Linked DNA regions of Mus musculus: regions 1, 3, 4, 5, 6 and 7 are each linked to region 2. The links are chromatin contacts, called in public Hi-C, HiCAR-type, HiChIP or PLAC-seq and promoter capture Hi-C maps. All regions are on one chromosome and are shown on one strand. The core of a region is the stretch at or near the end of the contact, and the rest is flanking DNA. Distances in the headings are between cores, read along the strand shown. Region 1 has its middle 8.8 kb from the start of Gm30107. Region 2 holds the start of Gcsh (glycine cleavage system protein H (aminomethyl carrier)). Region 3 holds the start of Meak7 (MTOR associated protein, eak-7 homolog). Region 4 holds the start of Hsdl1 (hydroxysteroid dehydrogenase like 1). Region 5 holds the start of Mbtps1 (membrane-bound transcription factor peptidase, site 1). Region 6 holds the start of Nudt7 (nudix (nucleoside diphosphate linked moiety X)-type motif 7). Region 7 holds the start of Klhl36 (kelch-like 36).

Evidence for each region. Promoter capture Hi-C pulls out the DNA fragments that hold promoters and counts their contacts. Hi-C and Micro-C count contacts between places; a contact is called where the count stands out from the background. HiCAR-type assays count read pairs that join an accessible place to other places. HiChIP or PLAC-seq counts read pairs in DNA pulled down with a chosen protein or histone mark.
Region 1: a contact with region 2 is called in a promoter capture Hi-C map of liver, with 5 times the contacts expected there. The contact joins the enhancer-like site here to the promoter of Gcsh in region 2. A contact is called at or near these places in 5 of 39 promoter capture datasets (the 3T3-L1 cell line, hippocampal neurons, liver and 1 more) and 1 of 115 datasets of contacts at active chromatin or transcription factors (astrocytes).
Region 3: a contact with region 2 is called in a Hi-C map of B cells, with 5 read pairs. The contact joins the promoter of Meak7 here to the promoter of Gcsh in region 2. A contact is called at or near these places in 1 of 39 promoter capture datasets (cranial neural crest) and 1 of 484 Hi-C or Micro-C datasets (B cells).
Region 4: a promoter capture Hi-C map of cranial neural crest shows a contact between it and region 2. The contact joins the promoter of Hsdl1 here to the promoter of Gcsh in region 2.
Region 5: a contact with region 2 is called in an H3K4me3 HiChIP or PLAC-seq map of embryonic forebrain, with 4 times the contacts expected there. The contact joins the promoter of Mbtps1 here to the promoter of Gcsh in region 2. A contact is called at or near these places in 1 of 39 promoter capture datasets (cranial neural crest) and 1 of 115 datasets of contacts at active chromatin or transcription factors (embryonic forebrain).
Region 6: a contact with region 2 is called in a promoter capture Hi-C map of liver, with 4 times the contacts expected there. The contact joins the promoter of Nudt7 here to the promoter of Gcsh in region 2. A contact is called at or near these places in 4 of 39 promoter capture datasets (the C10 cell line, hippocampal neurons, liver and 1 more).
Region 7: a contact with region 2 is called in a HiCAR-type map of astrocytes, with 5 times the contacts expected there. The contact joins the promoter of Klhl36 here to the promoter of Gcsh in region 2. A contact is called at or near these places in 4 of 39 promoter capture datasets (the C10 cell line, cranial neural crest, pre-B cells and 1 more) and 1 of 115 datasets of contacts at active chromatin or transcription factors (astrocytes).

Annotation. Positions count from the first base shown.
Region 1 is chr8:114,088,548-114,091,323 of GRCm38.p6, forward strand. No RefSeq gene overlaps it. Among named protein-coding and RNA genes, the nearest start is that of Gm30107, 8.8 kb to the left of the region's middle. Within about 2 kb of position 1,449, at least 3 of the 459 cell types and tissues checked have an H3K27ac peak or open chromatin away from gene starts, as enhancers often do. A contact at or near this core is called in liver, where this site is marked.
Region 2 is chr8:116,991,864-116,994,815 of GRCm38.p6, forward strand. It overlaps Gcsh (glycine cleavage system protein H (aminomethyl carrier)), which reads right to left and starts at 1,635. Exons shown (of 5, transcript NM_026572.4): 1 at 1,425-1,635. The coding sequence starts at 1,563.
Region 3 is chr8:119,776,637-119,779,669 of GRCm38.p6, forward strand. Meak7 (MTOR associated protein, eak-7 homolog) reads right to left here and starts at 1,780. Exons shown (of 8, transcript NM_028883.2): 1 at 1,724-1,780.
Region 4 is chr8:119,573,817-119,576,598 of GRCm38.p6, forward strand. It overlaps Hsdl1 (hydroxysteroid dehydrogenase like 1), which reads right to left and starts at 1,359. Exons shown (of 5, transcript NM_175185.5): 1 at 1,276-1,359. It overlaps Dnaaf1 (dynein, axonemal assembly factor 1), which reads left to right and starts at 1,419. Exons shown (of 12, transcript NM_026648.4): 1 at 1,419-1,651. The coding sequence starts at 1,546.
Region 5 is chr8:119,557,352-119,560,450 of GRCm38.p6, forward strand. Mbtps1 (membrane-bound transcription factor peptidase, site 1) reads right to left here and starts at 1,410. Exons shown (of 23, transcript NM_001167910.1): 1 at 1,295-1,410.
Region 6 is chr8:114,132,235-114,135,164 of GRCm38.p6, forward strand. Nudt7 (nudix (nucleoside diphosphate linked moiety X)-type motif 7) reads left to right here and starts at 1,340. Exons shown (of 4, transcript NM_024437.4): 1 at 1,340-1,466. The coding sequence starts at 1,432.
Region 7 is chr8:119,860,868-119,863,674 of GRCm38.p6, forward strand. It overlaps Klhl36 (kelch-like 36), which reads left to right and starts at 1,438. Exons shown (of 5, transcript NM_146219.1): 1 at 1,438-1,580.

The sequences.
Region 1 (2,776 bases), core at 199-2,698, 2.9 Mb before region 2:
TGCAAGACTCTTCAGTGTTGGGTATGAGATATCAGGAGTTAGTGGCTCCACCCTACTCTCTCCACTCAAGGCCCTGAATATTGTAGAGCATGCTTTGCAAAGGATAAATGGTTGATGCACACGGTTTGGAGCTGTCTCTCTTTTTTCCATTTCACAGTGGCTCATGAGAAGAGGGAGTATCCTGGTGTCGTGGCCAATGACATCCCGCTGTAACATAGGAGACAGAGTTTTCCTGAATGCTTCTGGGATGCATTCACCAGTGTTGTGTAACTAGCCTTGAGACTAGTAGCCCCTAGTGAATTCAACAGATGTCAGCTGCCATCTACTGGAGCATCTTAGGAAAAATGAATTGGGATTAGAGAAGGAAGGATAGAGTGCGAAGCTGAGATACTCCATATCTGATGCCCTGAACATAGTGACGCCATTGATTCTGGACTCGTGTTCATTACTGCTTTATCATTTTGCCTCAGGGATATTGGGAATGCTCTCCTTATTCCAGAAGGTTCATTGGATGTTGCTATGGAGATGGGAATTGCTCTGACATCTGCATGCACATGCACACACACACACACACACACACACACACACACACACCTCAGCCCTATCTGCTAGCTTTTCCAGTAAACACTTAATTACGTGTTGTACTCTACAATCAGTATGGTTGGAAGAGAGTTTGCTTAGCTGATTCCAGACTAAAGATGAGTTCTCCTTTGCAGGGAAATGCTTTCATAAGTCTGTGGAGTGTAATTTTAATAAGTGGAGTGAAATCTCTAAGCGTAGGTGAGAAAATCAGACAAATAAGAAGGCAAGGGATGGGGCTAATTGCTTCAGAAACCTTAGCTGTATAATAGCCTACCAGTATCACACAGACAAACTTTACTCCATGCTGGAAGCCCTGTTAATTCCGGAAGAAAGAAAGACGTTGCTACATCATGACCTTAGCAGGAAAATCAAACAATAGCAGAACAGACTTGGAGACTTATCTATCCAGGAGAAAGGCCTTATGCACAATATAACTCTTTGTTAGGTTGGAGATTGTCAACTCGAGAGTAAGCACCTTGGATCTGTGACTTAGTGTCATAATTATACAAAGATTATTGTTTCTGTTTATATAGACACATTTTTCGGTAGAGAGTCTGTAACCACACTGGTGAGTTATTATTGTCGACTTTCCTGGCTCAAGCAAGAATCACTATAGAACACAATTCCAGGACTGCCTATAAGGACTTTTCTAGGCCAGCTTAACTGAAGTGGGGAAATTCACTCCTCTCTCCTTCTTGACTGCAGATGCAATGTGACCAGCTGCTTTATGTCCCTGCTGTCATGCCTTCTTCACCGTGATGTACTGTTCCTTTCGACTGTGAGCCAAAAAAGCCCTTCCCTGAGCTGCTTTGGTGACATGTTTAGTAACCACAGTGAGCAAGGTGACTAATGTAACAACTGTGCCCAGAAACTGGGAAATCAGACCAAACAAGAAAAAGGACCAGTGATCAATACCCATGCAGTGGAAACCAGTCTGTCGTGCTCTGACGAAGCGTGCGTCACTGTCCCTCGTGATCTGTCAAGAAGAGGTTGTTTATAGGAAGCAACCCACCTCTAGTCTGTACTCTGAATTTTGGTACATACTTAAAATATTTTTTTTTCTCATTTGAAGAAACAAGTTCTAAGTTTAAACTTTCAAATAGGGATGGCATGACCCACAGTCAGTCAGTGCTCTAAGTCCCCAAACGCTGCATCCTGTGAACAACTTAGTTTTAACAAACTGGTTCAATTCACAGAAGCACTCGGGTGACAAAACCCTGTGAGGCAGATCACTGCCTGATTTGTCCTTTGTTGGGTACATAGGGTGTGCCAAGAATGCCCTTCCTTTCTCTTAGCTTTAGGATAGCCTTGTGTTTTCAATGTTGTTACTACAATGCAAAGGCAAGGGCTTGATCTAAGTGGAATCCACAACAGAAGCAACTTCAGGAATGAAGGCTGTGTTTAAGAAACATGTGGCAAGAATGTTTTTCCACTTCATCTTCATTGTTACCAATTCAATTATGAATAATCAAGTAGCCAATAAAACATGTAATCACTATCCTTGGACTCATGAGGTTAAATTACATATTTCTTATCATTACCTGGGGTTCTGTGGGGTCTAGAGAGGCCAGCTTACTTATTCTTCATGATGTCTGGATCACACGTGAGCTTGATTCTGTTGTCTAAAAGCTGCATGGTGGTAATCTCATGACAGCTTCTTTATGGAGCATTGGAACGCCTGCACGTGCTTGCTCATGTGTTTTCCCAAGGTTGTGTGACATCTTTTTCCTAGGACGATTTGACAGAAATGTTTCCTCATCCCAAGAAACTCATGACAGATCAAAGTAATGATATTACCAAGGTCTAACTTGTTGAACCAACATGTTTACTGACATTAGTTCCAAGAATAAAGGTGAAGGGTTACTCAACAGGAGCAGGAAACCCTCAAAGGCAGGGGCTTTGTATCACTGAAAGCCCTCCCCAGCATGAATGACAACTCATGAAATCTAGAACCCTGGAGCTTTTTGCACAACGCACAGGCATCTTGATGGGTCAGAATCTCTTTCCCAAAGCCTGGCTTGTCTAAGTTTCCTTAGCAGGCCTTACTGGTTATGTAACCTTAGGGAAAGTGGAACCTTCTACATCTGGCCAGTTTTAGGGACTTCCTAAGATTTATAAGTTGTTTATTTCCTGGTTCTTAATGAGCCTCCTAGTAGGACTTCCAGAGTCTGAGTGAACTTCCCTCCAGGATGGT
Region 2 (2,952 bases), core at 385-2,884:
CAGAGAAACCCAGCCTTGAGAAAACAGAAACAAAACCCCACCATGGTTTGGGGCCTCAGAAAATCTGAGCTGAAACTGAAGATACTGCATTCTCAAACACAATAGCTTGCTTAATATGGGTCAGTGGTGCTATCTGGCACTACACACTAATAGTTAATAAAACTATTCACTGCTAATATGTCAAGCTGCAGGTGACAGGACGACTTCCCAGTAACTCTGAGGTAGCTATTGCCTCGCCTCCACTGTTCTAATGCAGGGCACTGGGGTTCTGAGAAGTTGAGAGACTGTGCCCGAGACCACACAGCTCTAAGAGGAAAAACCAGAATTGAATAATGTCTGTGTTTCAACAAGCACAAGGCTCTGCACCCTGCATAATAAGTGTGCACAATTCTGCCAGTTCAAAGAGGGTAAAAATGAAAAGAACCTGAGTAGTTAAGCAGACCGTGGGAATTGACACATTAGGCAATATTTAACCAAATACCTGGAACTCAGTATGTAGCTCCAGCTGCCCTCGGCCTCACAGCGATCCTCCACCTCAGCAGTGCTGACACGGTTACCGGTGGAAGCCACCCACCATGCCTGGTTTGAAACGGACTGCTTATTTGAGCATTTCTTTACCCTTGTACTCCAGTCAATAACGGTCTGGTGTGTGAAAAACTGGAGAAATTTTAGCAAGAAAGGAAGAAACGTGGCACTCCACACCGAGGAATAACGTGATCAACATTTTGAGTTCCACAGATTTCTGACCCACGGCACTCGCTGAGAGCAGCCGTTCCGATTTGTGCTGCCTGAGTAAGGTCTCCACTACTTGCACATAAAACTGTTTCCCAGCTAACTGTGCAAACGCGTACAATGGGCAGGTCTCCCAGCTATTTCCAGTCCGTCAAACCAGGCTCGTTTGAACCCCAGTACACATCAATGACTCAGACGTTAGAACTTTTCCTGCTGTCTGTAGTTCACAGCTAAAGCTTCCTCACTACGCTTGATTTTGCGGGGGGCGGGGGAGAGAGTAAAAAGCTTATTTCTGTTACTCTGACTTTTCATTCATCTGTATATGCATTCTGCTAAATTTTAGTATGTGTTTCTGCTTAACTTCACTTCGCAGTTCCTCGTAAACAAACTGCTGTTAGGTTCCACAGCAAACCTAAGTGCTCCCCACATTTAGGATCTCGGTGCACCTAAAAGCAAGCTCAGCCCGGCACGAGTGGCCGGTTTACCTGCGGGTCCAGCCGTCCTTCCCTCCCAGCTCCACCTTTCTACCCCGGGTTCAAAGTTTGCTCCTGTACTCTCCCGCCTACTTAGGGAGAAAGGCCGCAGAACCAGGATCCCAAGAGCGAGAAGCGTGGGTAGGGCTATAGGTCGGTCCGGCCAGGAGGCTTGGGAGTAGGGCGGGCAGGAGCGGTGACCACGTGCCCTGCACTTACCCGACAGCAAAGCAGATCCGGTGCGCAGTGAGCGGACGGCGGCGGCGCTCGGTACACAGGGCCGCGGCGAGCAGAAGGTCAGGGCGGTGCGCAGGCTGTAGGCCACAACCCGCAAGCTCCTCGACACTTGCAGCGACATGGTCAGAGGTCCGGAGGGTAACTGCGCTTCGCCTCCGCCACCGGGCCGGTGGGGACGGGGTGGGTCCAGAGTAAGCGGAGCACCCAGGCCCGGGGGCGGAGCCCGGGAGAGGCGCGCTCTGATTGGACATCTTGAAGGTTCCACTTCGGATAGGACAACCCGCGCGAGGGGCGTGTGCATGTGGAGGCGCTGAGGCCCGGATGGGGCTGTGTGAGAGGCGCAGATTGGCTGGGCAGGGAGGAGGCGGGGCCTCACTGGAGGGCGGAGAGTAGAATCTTGCGAATAGAAGCTCCAAGTCCGCAATCTAGGAGTTGCCCTGAACTGCATCGCTGCAGGGGCCAGAGAAAGATTCCAGCAAGGATGGTTTTGCTGGGCTAACGCAGTCTCATGCCACTAAGCCAAAAAGTCCTACGGAAGATGAGGTGCCGCCAGGCCCTTAAAGCACACAGTTACGCCTAACTGCACAAGGTCACCCCCATGGGATTCATTTAAGACCGTTCTAGGCATCAAACCCTGTTTCAAAGAAAGAAAGAGGGAGGGAGGGAGGAAAGAAAAAGGACAGAAAGAGAAAAGGGAGCCGGGCGTGGTGGCGCACGCCTTTAATCCCAGCACTCGGGAGGCAGAGGCAGGCGGATTTCCGAGTAAGGAGTTGTCCATCCTCGGAGTTATCAAGTCAGGGACCTCCATTCCTTATGTTCACTGTCAAGGGAAATGGGTTGGCACCACCAAGACAAAACAGGATTTACCCTGAGGTGGCTGCAGATGTCCTTGGAGAGGGAGAGAAGGCTCCCTGAAAAGGCTCAGTGTCCCTTAGCCAAGAGAAAAGCGTAGGATGTACTGGGGGCAGGGAACCCAGAGTCTGTACAGTGGATGAGGGGAAGGGCGGAACAATATATACTAGAAGCTGTACCAGACATTCAAGCCAAACTAGGGCTGCTGGTGGCAAGGAAGTAGCAGTTAGATAAAAACTCTGGTAGATGACAAAGGTGGTGAGCTTCCATGATGGCCAGCTTCATCTACACCCCCCTGAGCTGAGACAAAAGCCCGGTACCTTAAAAACGGGTGGTACCTTTTAAAATGGGCTGTTTCTTCTCCTGCCAGCCCAGCCAGCCTCCTGCTCAGGGACTGGCTCAAGTAGTTCAAGGCCACATCAGGACCGGCTTACACTTGTAGGCCAGCCAGTGATCCTGTCTTTTCTTTAAACTGACCAGCCCTATAGGGAAGACTCTACAGAGCCAGCAAACAAACAAAGCAACCCAACCCTCAAGAAGAGATTCCAGCCTGGTAGCTGCATGCAGCTTTAATCCTAGCACTCAGGGACAGATCTCTGAATTCAATGTCAGCCTGGTCTATAGTGAGTTCCAGAACAGCCAGGGCTATACCAGACAA
Region 3 (3,033 bases), core at 530-3,029, 2.8 Mb after region 2:
TAATTCACGACCAGGTCCTAAGTAGCCCCCAAGGGCTTAAATCCACCCTGACCCCACGAGATCCCCATGGTCAGCACTACCTGCCCCACTATGCACGAACCACCCCTGCACAGTGATGCCAGCTGCATACCCCACGGCCTGCTAGTACTAAGCCACAGCAGTGGAGGGGGCAGAGATTGATTGAGAAAGTAAATGCTAAACACCAAGCCTTGAATGGTAAACAAGCCAGGGGCAGTACAGGACAGGACCAGATGCCAGGACAGAGCCAGAGCTTGGCTGCTCTGTGAGGAAGGCAGGGGGAGGGGAAGGGCAGGTTTGGAGCCCACAGCTCAGGGAGGACTGGGGAGAGACCTTGAGAATATGGCTCTTCACCCTGTACCAGCCCAGCCGCTACAGCTGGAAGGCCGCCTGTCTCCACACAGCTGCAGCAAGAATGATTCTCGGGGGGGCCCATGCTCTCCCTTTAGGCTGCAAGCTCTGTCATGGGGCCAGCAATCTGTCAGCTTCCCGGAGAAAGGTCTTGCATGTGTCAGGGGCAGGTTCTGTCCTCCATGGGGACACCTTGGTCCATGGGGTAGCTTTCCCCTGGCAACTATGTCCACCTTTCTTAGGTGAAGACATCTTTCAGTGACTGTAAGGTCACTTGTAGCAGTGAGTATCAGCCTTGTGACCCAAAAGAGACACTTGCCAAGGATCAAAGCCATTTTTCTTATCAGAAAGCGGGGGTGGGGGGGTGGGGGGGATGTGGAGAGACCCTTTAAAGGTCACCCACAGCCCTGACCATTCTCCACACAGGGCCTATGAGCTCTACAGTCTCAATCCATACACAGGTGGCCATTCCAGACAGTTTTTGTATAACAATGGGCTTTCCCACCTGGGCACAATCAAGGGGAAGCCTTTGCCCGACCAGATCCAAGTCTCCTGAACCCACCAGTGAGCTTCCTTGAACATTCCAGTCTCCGCAACAGTCTATCCTCAACACTCTACTGCCCCTAATAGCTAAACACGTCCTTCCTCCTCCCCCCAACCAGGTGATCCATTTCGGGAGGGGGCCCTCTCCCCAACAGTGAAGTCCCATCACCAAGTCACTAACCCATGGTCTTAAAAGGAGTTTAGCTTGCCGTGCTTTAATAAGCTTGGGTGAATCGTTTAACATCGCCACCTGGTTCTGCTTTCCAGAAACCAAAGACAAACACAGATGGACCCTGGAGAATAAAAAGGGCTCCTTGTGTCACGAAGAATGTGGCGAGCCAGCTCTTTGCAGCCCCAAGCTCCTGGTGGCAGGCTGGAGTGTGCCTCGGACAATTTCCCATGGGGCCTCCAAGAGATCGTGACACACTGTCTGGTTCCTGGGGTCAACACCCCATCAGAACAGCCACACCAAGCCCATGTCCAAGTCCTGGAGCCTACTGGGTCTGCAGCTGGCAGCCCTCCATCTGTCCCAGCCCCCCTCAGGAGTGCAGGCCAGGGCACCTTCCTCGCCTCCCCCTAAATTGGTTTTGAGCTTGCCTCTGAAGGAACTCTATTGGGTTCGTCTCGGAAAACAAGGCAGGCCCACGGATCCCTTCAGAGCCCAGCTTCACCCCATCCCAGGCACTCTCTGCTTCTCTGACAGTAGCCTGAGACAGTAGCTTCCTTGGGGGCTGCTCAGGCCACCCCGAAGGTCTTCCTTCCTTCCTTGAGCTATGCCCAGCCTCGCCCGGGCTCCCTCCCTCCGGCTCACCAGCCTTGGTCTACAGGGACCGAGCTCCTTCCGGTACGTCCTGGGCAGCAAGGTTGCCCGGGTCGCCCAGCCCTTTCCCTAGCAACGGCGCTGACGGACGGTCATGAGCACCAATTGGAAAAGGGCTACTGAGAGGTGGAGCCCGAGTCAGATCTTAACCAATGGGATTGTAGTTCACGGGGAGTGGGCGGAGCCTGGGATCGAAGAACTGAGCCTGTAACAGCGGAACACTTGGGGATGGTTGACAGTTGCTCAGGTTCTGCAAAGGCTGAAGGAGAACTTGGGCTTTAGGAGGTGCTAGGAAGCTGCTGAAGGGCTGGAAGCGGATCAGGGGGTTTAAATGCAGGGAGCGGATAGAAGGGAGCAATGTGGGAGGCTGGGAACAGGGGCACTGTGAACAGAAGGCCTGAGCTGGGACTCGCCCCCCAGAACTAGGGTGGAAAATCTGACCTCCTTACCTCCTGAAGTCCATTGCGTTAGCCAATAGAGCACTTGACACACAGAAGCAGATGCCGGCCGGTCTTGTCCCCAGGAGTGGGATAGCTTGCTATCAGCCCTACCGGGCCTTTTCTGGTGTCGGAGACAGACACAACAGAGGTAGGTCCCAGAATTCTCAGCAGAGACGAACCCACTGTCGCTGCCTGCAAACCCCACCGTCCGAGTGGCACAGAGGAACTCCTCCCAACCCCCCAAAGTAACAGAAGCTGCTGTCTGAAATTGTAGCTGGAAAAATGACACCAGAGGCCGGAGAGGTGGCAGAGTCCTTAAGAACACTTGCTGCTCTAACAGAGGACACAGGTGAACCCACACTTCAGCTCAGGCCTGCTTGTAACTCCAGTTCCAGGGGATCCGACGCCCTCTTCTGGCCTCCAGAGACATTGCACACACGGTGCACATAAAGCAAAACACCACACATTATTATTAGTATTATTAGTATTATTATTTAATTATTGTGACACCAGCCCGGCTGAGTGTAGTGGCATACACCTGTAATCTCAGCACTTCAAGAGGCTTAGACAGGGGCATTGCTGCAAGTTTGTGGCCAGCCTGGTCTACACAGTGAGTTCCAGGCCAGCCTGGGATACAGAGAGTGGAAGTTTTGAAAAGGCGAGTAGAAGAGAGACAGCAAAAGAAAACGGGCAGCTAGCTCCCCCTAGTGGATTGAAGTCACATGTCCACCAGAAGCCATCTGCCTTTCGCTCAGCCAAGCTCCACCTAGCGTTTGTTCCCAACATTCCACGGCCATCTTAACACCAAGACACCTTGAATTGACTTGATCCCCCACCACCACCCTCCTATGAGCCCCTAGG
Region 4 (2,782 bases), core at 109-2,608, 2.6 Mb after region 2:
GATGGATCTCGTTACATGAATTTTGCCTCAATTAAAAAAATATGCACTGGGGACTGGTTAGATGGCTCAGCAGATTGTTTTTGCTGTGCAAGCTTAAGGACCTGAGCTGAGGTCCCCAGCAGTATCTAAGAGTGGGTATGTAAGCAGAACCAATTTGTAATTTCAGTATTGGGAAGAAAGGAGCAGACGAGAGGACCCTGGGGGCCAGTCAGTCAGTCAAACATAAAGAAAACTCTTGAGTTCTGTGAGAGACGTTTTCTCGAAAAATAAGGTTGCAAGTGACAGACACTGACCCGTAGCCTCCACACCCACACATAAATAAACAACACTCCCCCCGCCCCAACACACACACACACCCTCCACTGATAAAGTAACGTTGGACATGGCGCGTCTGTAATATTTTAGCAATGACTAGGGTCACTCTGAAAAAGCCATCCCACCCTTGGGAATGAAGTTACAACACCACCACCTGTAAAAAGCGGCTAACGCTTCTCCCCTACAACGAGAATTCGATGAGGTGACGCATAAAAAGCATTTGCAACAGTGCCTTCCCGCCACCCCTCAATAAACCGGAGCCACTAGGCAGGATCATCGCTCAGGGTTCGATGCTAGCGACCCCTATTCGTACTGACCCGAGTTTATGAAGAAGCTAAGAGCGCTGTCCCCGCGGCTTCACTTTATCCCCTTCCTCAATCGCACCCGGGTGTACTACACAAGAGGAAGGAAACGGACGCAACGACATCCCAGGATCTCAGCGAAGGCTCGGCCCAGAGCCCTGGCAGGTGGTCGTTGAGACTCCCCGTGGGAACCCGAACCCGCTGCGGTCACCGCCCAGGGGTGCGGCTGAGTCCTGGTAGCAGAACAGGGACTCCCTGCTAGTGTCCCATCCCTCCCCAGTGGCGCCGGGCACGGCCCAGCGACTCTGCAAAACCCACCGGGCTCTGCAGAAGCTGCGCGCTTTCTTCAGCAGCGCGGCCATTCTGCATCAGTCCTGAGACTTAGAACCTACTTAGACCTAGCGACCAGGAATAAAGGAGGATAAAGAGACACCGACAAAAGGGCCGTCCCGGGGCGTGTCGCCTGTGCGAGCCTCCTGCCGAGGACCAGGCCCGGGACACCTGCTCAGGGAGCTGAGCGGCTGCCTAGAGCGCGGAACCAGAGTTCCCCGCTACGGGGCGCGGCGGGGGGGAGGGCGTTCCCGAGGGTCGGGGTCCAGGGGGCGTGGCCAGGGACGGAAGCGGGGCGCGAGGGGCGTGAGGGGCGCGGGCGCAATACCTGCAGCGAGAGGCGCGGTCTCCGAAGCCCGTCCCGCCCGCTGCCCGCGCGGCCGCCGCCCCGGGACACCACCGCAGGTCCGCTACCCACGTGATCCGCGCACGCGCCCGGGTGCAGTTTCCCCCGTGGCCCCCCCTCGGCTAGGCCCGCCCTCGGCGGCGTAACTGACTGCGCGTGCGCACTGGTTGCCGCGGCGACCGGGAAAGCGTTGGACAGCCAACGACGCGGACCGTAGAGTATTAGGGCTGAGTGGTCGGGCCAGGAGTGAGCATGCACCCCGAAGTCTCTGAGCCGCCGGTGGACAGCGTGGCGGAGCCCAGTCTGGAGGAGTCGGCAGGCGATCACGGCGACGCGGGGCCAGGGATCCGTAAAGAAGGTGCCTTAGCGCTGGGAAGCCAAAGGGGCGAGGGCTCGTGTCCCTCACACATGCCCATTTCACTCAGCTGGGGACAACCAGCACCCCTCACACATACCCATCCATACAGCTACAAGAACAGCACCTTTATTGATATGATCAATCCAGTACATATAGAAGACCCATTATTTATTCCATGATAATTTATTAGATACCTTCCTGTGGCTGGGAATTGTTTGCAATGAGTGTAAGACACAGTTCCCAAACAGTGTTCAGCGTCATTCAACAAACCACAAGTACAGAGAGTTCATCAGCTCTTGACGTTACATTTATCTAAGGCTTCTAGAGGCGCCTTGCAGGGTAAAAGTGCTTGCAACACAATCCTCCAGACCTGAGTTTGAATCTCAGAAGTACATACATGCAGAGGTTAAGATCAACCATGTGATTGCTGGGACTTGAACTCTCGGAACCTTCTGTAGAGCAGTCAGTACTCTTACCCGCTGAGCCATCTCTCCAGGCCCTGGAAAATGTCTTTCATATTTAATAGTGTGCACAGGGTTCTAACATCCAAGGAGAGACCAGCCCAGAACAAAGCTTGCTTCTTTTACACAGGTTTGAGCGATCAAACTGATCACACCCTGTTCTTGTGTGTGCTTTTATCAGTGAGTTGTTTTTATGTTGCCGCCCCTAAGTTACACTTTGAGCAATTAAACACGTTTACAGGAGTGGGAACTGTAGGTGCTCACACCTGGCAAAAGGGGTAGGGGGGAGATTTACACAGCAAACTGCATCACAGTTATCTCTGAACCAAAGTGGGGAGAGACAGAGCTCTTGCCCTGTCCCAGAGCTGCCCTTCTGCTGTCCCTGGTAAGAGAAATGGGCTTGCGGGCTGGAAAGTTGGCTCAGCGGTTAAGAACACTGACTGCTCTTCCAAACGTCCTGAGTTCAATTCCCTGCAACCACGTGGTGGTTCACAACTATAATAGGATCCATGGCCTCTTCTGGTGGGTCTGAAGACAGATACAATGTACTCATATAAATAAAATAAATCTTTTTAGAAAGAGAGAGGGGGGGGGCTTGATGAACTTCTGTTCTGTTGAGCAGATTTTAACAGAAACATCTAAACTAGAATTAGATTTAAGTACAACTCTA
Region 5 (3,099 bases), core at 160-2,659, 2.6 Mb after region 2:
TTTGGTCCTCCTAGTCCAAAGATTGCCGACCATCGGAGAGAGAACTGAGTCAGAGAATAAAGCATATGACAGCACCAAGAATGAACAAGATCTGACCAGAAAACATGCTCCTTCATTCCCGAGGGGCGAGGGGGAGGCCTGCCAACACCGCATCACTTTTTAGATAGTAACAGCAAATTGTTGGTTATAAGGGGTGTTTAGAGACTGCAGGAGAGTCCTAATGAGCAAAAGTGCAGGTTCCAGTAGCCACTTCACCCTTACACTCAAAACAAAAACAAAAACCAAAAAGTCCACAAAAAATTAGCTCTGTGGCCAAATGTGTCACATACTGCAAGATAAGACCTTGGCAAAAGGTATTCCACATGAATAGGGGTAACTGTGGGCTATTAAACAACGGACTATCATTCAGCCGTAAAAGATGAAATACTGACTTACGCTACAACCATAAAAAAAGGTACTGGTTTATGCAACAACATAGATGAATTCTGGAAACAAGACACCAAAGGCCACATGCGACTCTTGACCCACTATTCCCAAAAAGCAAACCTAAGGAGACAGGTCCATCGGTGACTAAAATAGCAGACTAAAAATCGGTTCTAACCACAGCAGGGTACCGGGAGTCTGGGGAGTGGTTCTCAAAGCGGGCTGTGGTGCCGACTGAACTGCTCCGCAAGATGACACAAAGTCACAGGGCGGGACCACTTAATACAAGTGACCCTGTGATACATAGGACACTTTATAGAAATCACGGTCTTGCGTTTAAAAAATAACGGTAAGTGGTGTGGCGCTGTACGTCTTTAATCCCAGCGCCAGGCAGAGACGTGAGGATCAGGAGTTCAAAGCCAGCTTGAGCTACTCAGACCTTGTCTTAAATATTAACTTTTTCCCCCCCCGACTAGTTTTGCAGATTTTTATGCTTTTCTCTGTCCGGCTTTTTCATTCGCCTCCAAACCTAGGGGTTGCTAGCGAGGCTGATCCCAGAATGAAATCTTCAAGTGCTCCTCCCGTCCCTTCAAAGCGCCACTCAAAAACACCTACAGCAAATGCGAGTCCGAGCCGCGATGTGCACTGAGCTGCAGCTCGGTTCCCCGGGGCTCGCGACCGCAGGGCCCTGCGGAGGCGAACGGCGCTTGCGCACCGCGGCGCGCAGGCGCAGGCCAGGCCGCCGCAGCCGCCGCCGCCGCTCCGGGCCAATTTCTGGGGAAGCAGCTGCGGTAGCCGGCGGCCCCCGCGCGGGCAGCGGACGGCTGAGCCTAGGGCGCGTCCGGCTCTCGGCCGCCGCCGGCAAACGTACCTGCGTCCGCCTCAGGCTCGGGGTCGGCGGACCCGGGAGAACGGCGGCTCCGCCGCGAACACGCCTCGGGTCTCCATTCGGGGGATGTTTACTCGCAAGTCTCGCGAGACCACGCCGCTGGGGCGTGGGGGGGTTACGACGGCCCGGCGTGCTCTGCGCGCCCGCGACCTGCGTGCGCGCTCCTGACGGCCCGGCACCGAGGCGAGAGGCTGTGCGGAGCTCTCGCGACATTTGCGGTCTTGGGGGAGGGGTCGGGAAGGGGCGGAGCCGAGGGCGAGGCCAAATCGCCCTCTCTGGGTATATATAGGGAACCCTGGTGGTTTAGGTTTCTCCAGGTTTCCTGGCCTGGAAACTCAGGAAGGGTGCGAGCACCTTTGCGCGGCTGAAGTGGGACGGCGCCTATCCAATCTATGTGTTCTCCTGAACTACTCCCATGGCCCCAGTTTATTACTGCTGCCAGGAGGGTGCATCAGCATCTTGAGAAACAGGACGTTTGTAACACCAACTATTTACCATTTGGAACAAACAGGATCAAGGTGAATTTCGTCTGGTAAAACGCACTTGAGCAATTTAGCCACCTGTAGAACGGGCCCATTCTCAGCCTTAGTACTGAGCTGGATCGATCACTCTTGGCCCTGGCACAACCTAAGTGTGCTCGGGGACTGTGACTGAAGCAAACAGGATGGAGGAGACAAACCCTGAGTCCTAGGCTCATAAGCTCACCTTGGCTGCCAAACCTGGTATGGAAACTGGGTTTTGCATTGGGACCTCCAGCCGAGCAAACTCAAGAAAAGGGGATCCGGACCCAGGATTTAGGTCAGGGTATGGAGGGGACCTTGTGCAGCACTCTTGTGTTTTCCCTCAGGTGTTCAGTCAGAAGAGTGCATGTAAGAGGGGACAGTACTCTTGTATAGGAGCCAAGTTTCCATCCCAGAACCTGCTCACTGTAACTTCAGCTTCGGAGGGATCAGGTTTTTGGCCTCTGAGGGCACCTGCACGCCTATACATAATCCTACACAGACATACAAACGAGATTTTAAAAGGGCGGTTCTGAGACAGTAGCCCCACACATTGAAAAGGATAGACCGCATTTATTCCCAGGTTCCAGAATCCTATGGATAACCCATCATTCCGGAAACTCGCTGTGGCAACCCCATTGCCTGCCCACTCTCTGCCCTGAGACTTGAATCTTGCTCTTGGCCTGATGTCTCCCTGCTGATTCGCCACACTCTCCCCAAGGTCTTCTGTCCTTCAGATGCCTGAAGCCCAGTAATTAGAAGACCCTTGCTGGCTCAGGAGAAGCTGGGAGCAATAAGTTGATGTCATAAAGGACCCATTAAGCCTGCATACAGTAGACTTTAGCTAAAGGAGTGCTCAGAGCTGAGTAGTGGACTAACCAGACTGTAGGAAAGAGATGGCTTTACCACAAATGTAATTAAAGTTTTGGTTTTCTGGGTTTCTGTTAAGATCACCACTGATTAGGGACAGGACAAATGGAGACACCCCCGGCCATTAGGAACACTCCCGTATCAAAGACCATGCCTCTGTTAGAAAGTTCAAAGCGGGTACTGGGTCACAACACCATTGAATCCCGGTCCTCATTAAGTCCAGGTTCTCGTATCAGGAAGAGCAATATTCTGCCAAGCGCACATGCTGACCCTGGCTAACAGCTGCCTAGGGGCTGTCTCAGAATAACTAGAGCAATTACTTTCCGTTGTAAATCTCCCACTTCAAACAACCAAACTTAGGAATTTTATCACCGTGGTTCTGTAGCGATGTGTGTTATATAGGGAGGACCTCAGTGT
Region 6 (2,930 bases), core at 90-2,589, 2.9 Mb before region 2:
TTCAATTTCTTTGAATTTTAAGAGAAGAAAAGAAAAATAAAAAAGAAGTAGAAGACATGAATTGGGGAGGCAGATGTGGTTGGGGGTTCTGGGAGGAAAATGGAGGGGTATGGAAGGTGGGTGTTATTGTAATCACTTACAATAGATACATTGTACTCATGTGTGACATTAGGGAAGGATATATGAATTGTAAAGCCCATCATTAAGTTTGTGTGTCAGACACTATGCCAGTCTTTGGAGAAGCCTGCCTTGCTCCCCTCTCCCCCCCCCCCCCCAGTCTCAGTTCCGGCCAGCCTCCCCGCTCAGCTCACACTCTCTCTCAGCTCTGTGTGAGGTGATGGAGCTCTCCCATTGCTAGGCAGTTCATCCCTGAAAACAGGTGCAGGTGTCAGACAGCAGCATCTACCTACACTGGGGACCTGCCACCCTCCTGGGACTTAGTAGGTGTGTGCTTCTGGGCAGTCTGCATTGCAGCAGGACACTGGAGACATTGATACTGGGGTGGGGGTGGAGGTGTGGAGAGCTACATGTTAGACACTCTCTTTTGGCCAGGAGTGAGGAGCTCGGCCTGGTTTTCCAAGCCCCCAACTCTCCACCCAGCCTCCTTTTCCCCTCCCAGCCTCTGAGCCTACCTACCTGAGTTTCATTCCTGGAACTCACAGGGTGGAAGGAGAGAACTGGCTCCTGAAAGTTGTCCTCTGATCTTCATACATATTCTGTAGCACACACACACACACACACACACACACACACACACACACACACACGCACGCACACACGCGCGCGCACACACACACACACACACACACACACACACACACGCGCGCACACACACACACACACACACACACACACTAGTAAATAAAATGTTTTGTTTTTGGTTTTTGGTTTTCGTTTTTGTTTGGTTTTTCAAGACACGGTGTTTCTCTATGTAACAGTCCTGGCTGTCCCAGAACTCACTTTGTAGACCAGGCTGCCCTGGAACTCAAGAGTAATCTGCCTGCCCCTACCTCCCAAGTGCTGGGATTAAAGGCATGTACCACCATGCCCGGCAAGCGTAATTAATTTTTAATTTTTTAAAATTAAGTACTTTTTACAACTGCTTATTGCAAATTTTCTCACATGCTCCATGGTTTTGAAGAAGCCCACGCTACTAGACAGCAATCTTTTTTTTTTTTTTTTTTTTTTAGTGTATTCAACACTTTAAATCCGGTCAGCACCACCTTCGGACCTAACTCCGCCCCGAACACGCCCTACCTATAGGCCCCGCCCCTAGCACTTCGGGCGTCTTTGAAGGGCCCCGCCCTCAGCCTCTCCTCCCTGAAAAGTCCCCGCCCTCATTCCTAGCTGGGGCTACTAAGCGCATGCGCGTCAGAACTATTTGCTTCCCGAAGTCTCCTGCTGCTAGTAAGAGGAAGTACTGCAGGGCTGATGTCGCGACCTTGTGGACTCCCGGAGCCTGTCAGGTAAAGCTCTCCGGCTCCAAGCACCGGAGCCTGACCAAGCCGGGCTCTGATCATTGCACAGGCCCTATCTATCCACCCTGCAGTTCAGGCTCCTCAGGGCTCCCCTCCAGCCGGAACTTTGCTCTTCTGCTCCTGGGGACAGAGTTGGGGTTTTCACCTAACAAGATTCACACACGCGCAGGCGTGTCCTCATCTCCCAGGGTCACAGCGTTTCCCTTTTGCCAATCCGAGTCACTCTTCAGGAACCCCCACAGCGGAACCTCAGAACCCCAACATGGCCAGACAGTTATGCATCAGCCAAACAGAGTTCAAGTTCCTGGGTGGCTTCTTCCACCCATAACCGAGGTTCTTGCTCAAGGCATTGCTGCTCCCAGCCTGGCCTCAGTACTACAAGGCTGTTCTGAGAACTCAACACAGAATGGGCCAGCCCTGCTCCTATTTTGATGGTATTGTCTCGACACAATTAGACTTTTATTTTCCTGCTGCCTCTGGGCAGTTCTAGGGGTTGTTTAAAAGCCTTCTTCCTCTTTGGCTGGCTAATTGTCTTTTCTGGACAGAGGCCTGTGAGTATCAGCTGTACTGTGTGCCAGCTTTCATTGGCCCTTTCCAGGACATTTGATTGGTTTGCAGCCAGCTCTCTGTCACATGGATGGGATGGGGCTTGTGGGGGGGGGGGGCGGTGTTTGAGAATAAGCAAACCCCTCTAACCAAAGGCTTGTTAAGGATGCGCTAGTGATTAACACTCACAGCTCAGGGCCACCTTGTTCATGAACTGGCCACTTTACCTGCACGGCTACCCTCGAGCAAGTTACAGATGAGGACTTCTCGAGGCTCCAGGAGATGATGGGTAGCCCAGGCTGATCTCAAACTTTCGGTAGTCGTTCTGCCTCAGCTTCTCCAAGCACTAGGAGGTTGCAGGTGTGAGCTAGTTACCGCACCCGGCTCCACCCAGCTTTTGAGATGGAATGAGTTCTGGCTGACCTAAACATCTGGTTTTGCACAGTCATACTGCGGAATAGTGAGAACTAATGTTACACTTTCTACAGCCACTGTGACAAAGTCCTACCAACTGGATGACTTGAGGAATAGCAATTAGCCTCTCTTGGGTCTGAAGGACCCATAATCAGGTCTGAAGTCCATAATCAAGGTATTAGCAGGCACACAATCAGAAGTCTCTGGGGATGTTCCATTGCCCCTTCCAGCTTCTGGTAACTTTCGATCATCCTTGGCTTATAGCAGCAGATTTTGGGTCCCCATTCCCATCTGTCTGTCTGTCTGTCTGTCTCTCTGTGTGTGTGTGTGTGTGTGTGTGTGTGTGTGTGTGTGTGTGTGTGTGTACATCTATGTCTATAGCCTCTTCCTTCAAAGACACCTGTTGTTGGATTGGGAGTTCTCCCTACATTCAGGATGGTGCAATCTCAAGAGCCTTAACTACTTACATCTGCAAAGAACCCATTTCTGAAT
Region 7 (2,807 bases), core at 188-2,687, 2.9 Mb after region 2:
GTGCATCTTCTAGTTTGGCTTTCCAAACCCAACACCTCAGGTACTAATATGAAGGTACACGTTATTAAAATAGCTTATGTTAGGCTGTCTATGACAATAAGCTGAAGCAACAGTAGAACTGTTTAATCTACCTTAAAATTCTTAAAAATTCTAGGTAAATTTAATAGATAATAGGCATAAATGTATACTCTCATGGTATACAACTAACAATATTCTCATTTCAAAACTTTTTTATCATCTTCCCCCAAAAGTCCCTAATTTTCCTTTGTTAACGGTCCCAACCCCCTCACCCCTGGCATCCTCTACCATGCTTCTTGGCTCTCCCGCTTTCCTGTTTGAACGTTTTACTTATGCATTTCGTTTTCAAGTGGTTTGCTTTTCTGAGACGTCTCTCTGTGAAGCCCAGGCTGGCCTTGAACTCTTTATCTTCCTGCTTCAGCCTCCCAAGAGCTGAGATGACAGCTGTGTGCCACCAAATGCAGCTGGGAGTGTCCTTCGTGTCTAGATTCTTTCACGTAGAGGAACCTCTTCAAGGTTCTTCCAGGCTATGAGTGACGTTTGATAACTATTAGATGAATTAACAATGATCTAAGATCAACAGATGTTTACTGAGAGGGTATGTACCTGCCATAAAAGCCCAGCAAGGATTGTAACGTTTGTTGGACAGCTTCGAGTGGAGAAGAAAGAGACAGAGAAAAAGAGAGCCGCAAAAGCTCTAGAGAGTGAGAGAACGAGAGAGTGAGACAGAGACAGAGAAACAGACAGGCAGAGGAGAGGGAGGGAAGAAAAAGGAAAGAATTATTTAAAATATTTTGAATCGACTTGGTCAAAGTTGAGGGGAGTGGTGGTTGAGGCTCTGGGTTTAATCTCCTGAGCTTGGGGGGGGGGGGGCAAGTAATAATAATAGACTGGGATAAAGGTATGGAGAAAGCAGAAAGCGGGCCAGAGTGTAGGGGGTGTGGCTGTTAGCAGAGTAGTCAACAAAGGCCTCTTGACAGAATCAGTGAGCAGAAGCCAAGGGAAGATGAGGAGGATACAGCCTTCCCGGAGTTCCCGACCCACCCTGAGGTTTGTCCCACGGAGCCACCTCATATCCTGGAGCCTGGGACGTGGGCGCCAGCAAGCTTCTGCGGCGCATGCCTGACCTACTTAGGGGACAGCCAGGCACCATCAATAGTAAGGGACCCTGGGTGTCTCTTACAGATCTTGACCAGCTCAGCTCCTTCCCATCCACAGACCCCGCCCCTAAGGCTACACCTCCTGCCTCCCGCCTCCTCAGGCCCCGCCTCTGAAGCTGCACTCCGCCTTCACAGGCCTGCCCCTCAGGCGAGGCTCCGCCCCTTATCCTGCAGACCCCGCCTTTCGCCCGCCTGCCGGCCCCGCCCCCCAGCCGCCATTGACAGTGTAGGCTCGCACTTCCTTGCAGAGGGATGGCTGCGCTTCGGGCGGGCCCGGTAGCCCCGCAGTGTGCGCTGCTCTGGTAGCGGCTCGCAAGCGGGCGCGATCCGGGCTCGCGGGTGCACAGGTGCGGCCCACGCCTCCCTCGGCGCCTCAGCACCTTCGGGGCGGGACGCGGGACGGTGAGTGCCGCCTGGGCTCCGTGCTGGCTCCCGGGGATCCCGGGTGGGGGGGCTCTGGCTCTGCACCTTCACCACACCTGCTTGCACGCAGCTAGGCGCCACAGACATGGTCCGGGAGACTAAGGCGAGCCTGGCACTGGAGAACTCTCTCTAGATTCCTTGGCCTAGAAAAGAAAGCTTCCAGACAGTGAGGAACTAGAGACCTGGCTGGCCGCCCTAAGTAGATGGGCAGAGAGGGTATCTATGTTTTCCTGTCTGTGACCTTGGGTGGGCCCCTCGGCCACCTGCCCACCCACGGTGCGATTTTAGCCCTGTGGGAACAGTGGTGCCCATTCTCACACCGCCAAGGTGAACCGGGAGAATCAGGGGTATGCAGTAATTAGATGCTGATTGGTACCTTTCTCTCTGGGCCCCCAGCAGCTGGGAGAGTTCCTGCCTGGATACAGCTTAGTCACAAAGTTACTAGTTTTCTGGAAAAGATTCAGTTGTGTCTTCTTTCCCAGAGAGAGCGGAACAGGATGGAATGTCCGGACTTCTTCCTCCATGGGAACACTGGAGCCCCCTCGCTCTCCCCATTTATCTCAGAACCAGCTGACTTATCTTTAGCAGAGACTCTTTGTTCAGTAGGAAACAAAATGATTCTTCGTGTGGGTTCAGCAGAACTGGGAGGGGGGGGGAATTTGTCTTGTAGCTCCAGCCCATGTTGGTTTTATAAGGAAAAGGGGGTAAAGAATTGAGACAGGAAAAGACAGACTCTTCTCCACGGGCTGTTAATGAAACAAGCGAGAGGCTGCACTTTCCAGCCTTCTAGAAAGAGAGGGGCTTTTGGGAGGAGGGAGGCTTTGGGAGTTGTAAGTAGGGGACTTGCAGGTGTTAGCTCCCACCCCAGAAGATAGAGGGATAAGCAGAATTTCTCTGAATTTAGCCCAACAGGTTTATTCCTAACTGGGTGTCCCCTGCCAGTGTCCGCCTAGACTTCCAAGTCCTCCAAAGCCTGCCTCATAGTTAAAAGACTATGGGACATCGTGTGTCAGGTCTATAGATTTGATCAGAAAGGTCAGCACAGCAGTATTGCTCGTGTTTGTGTGAGAGCACAGACCTCAGGGGAGGTTTCTCCTTGTGGATTCCTCCCTCCTATGACCAGACAGTACAGCTGTGGGCGCAGAGGAACCGGAGGCCCTGAACATCCTCCGACTGTTGGATGCTGTGTGGGCTGGGCTGTTTTAC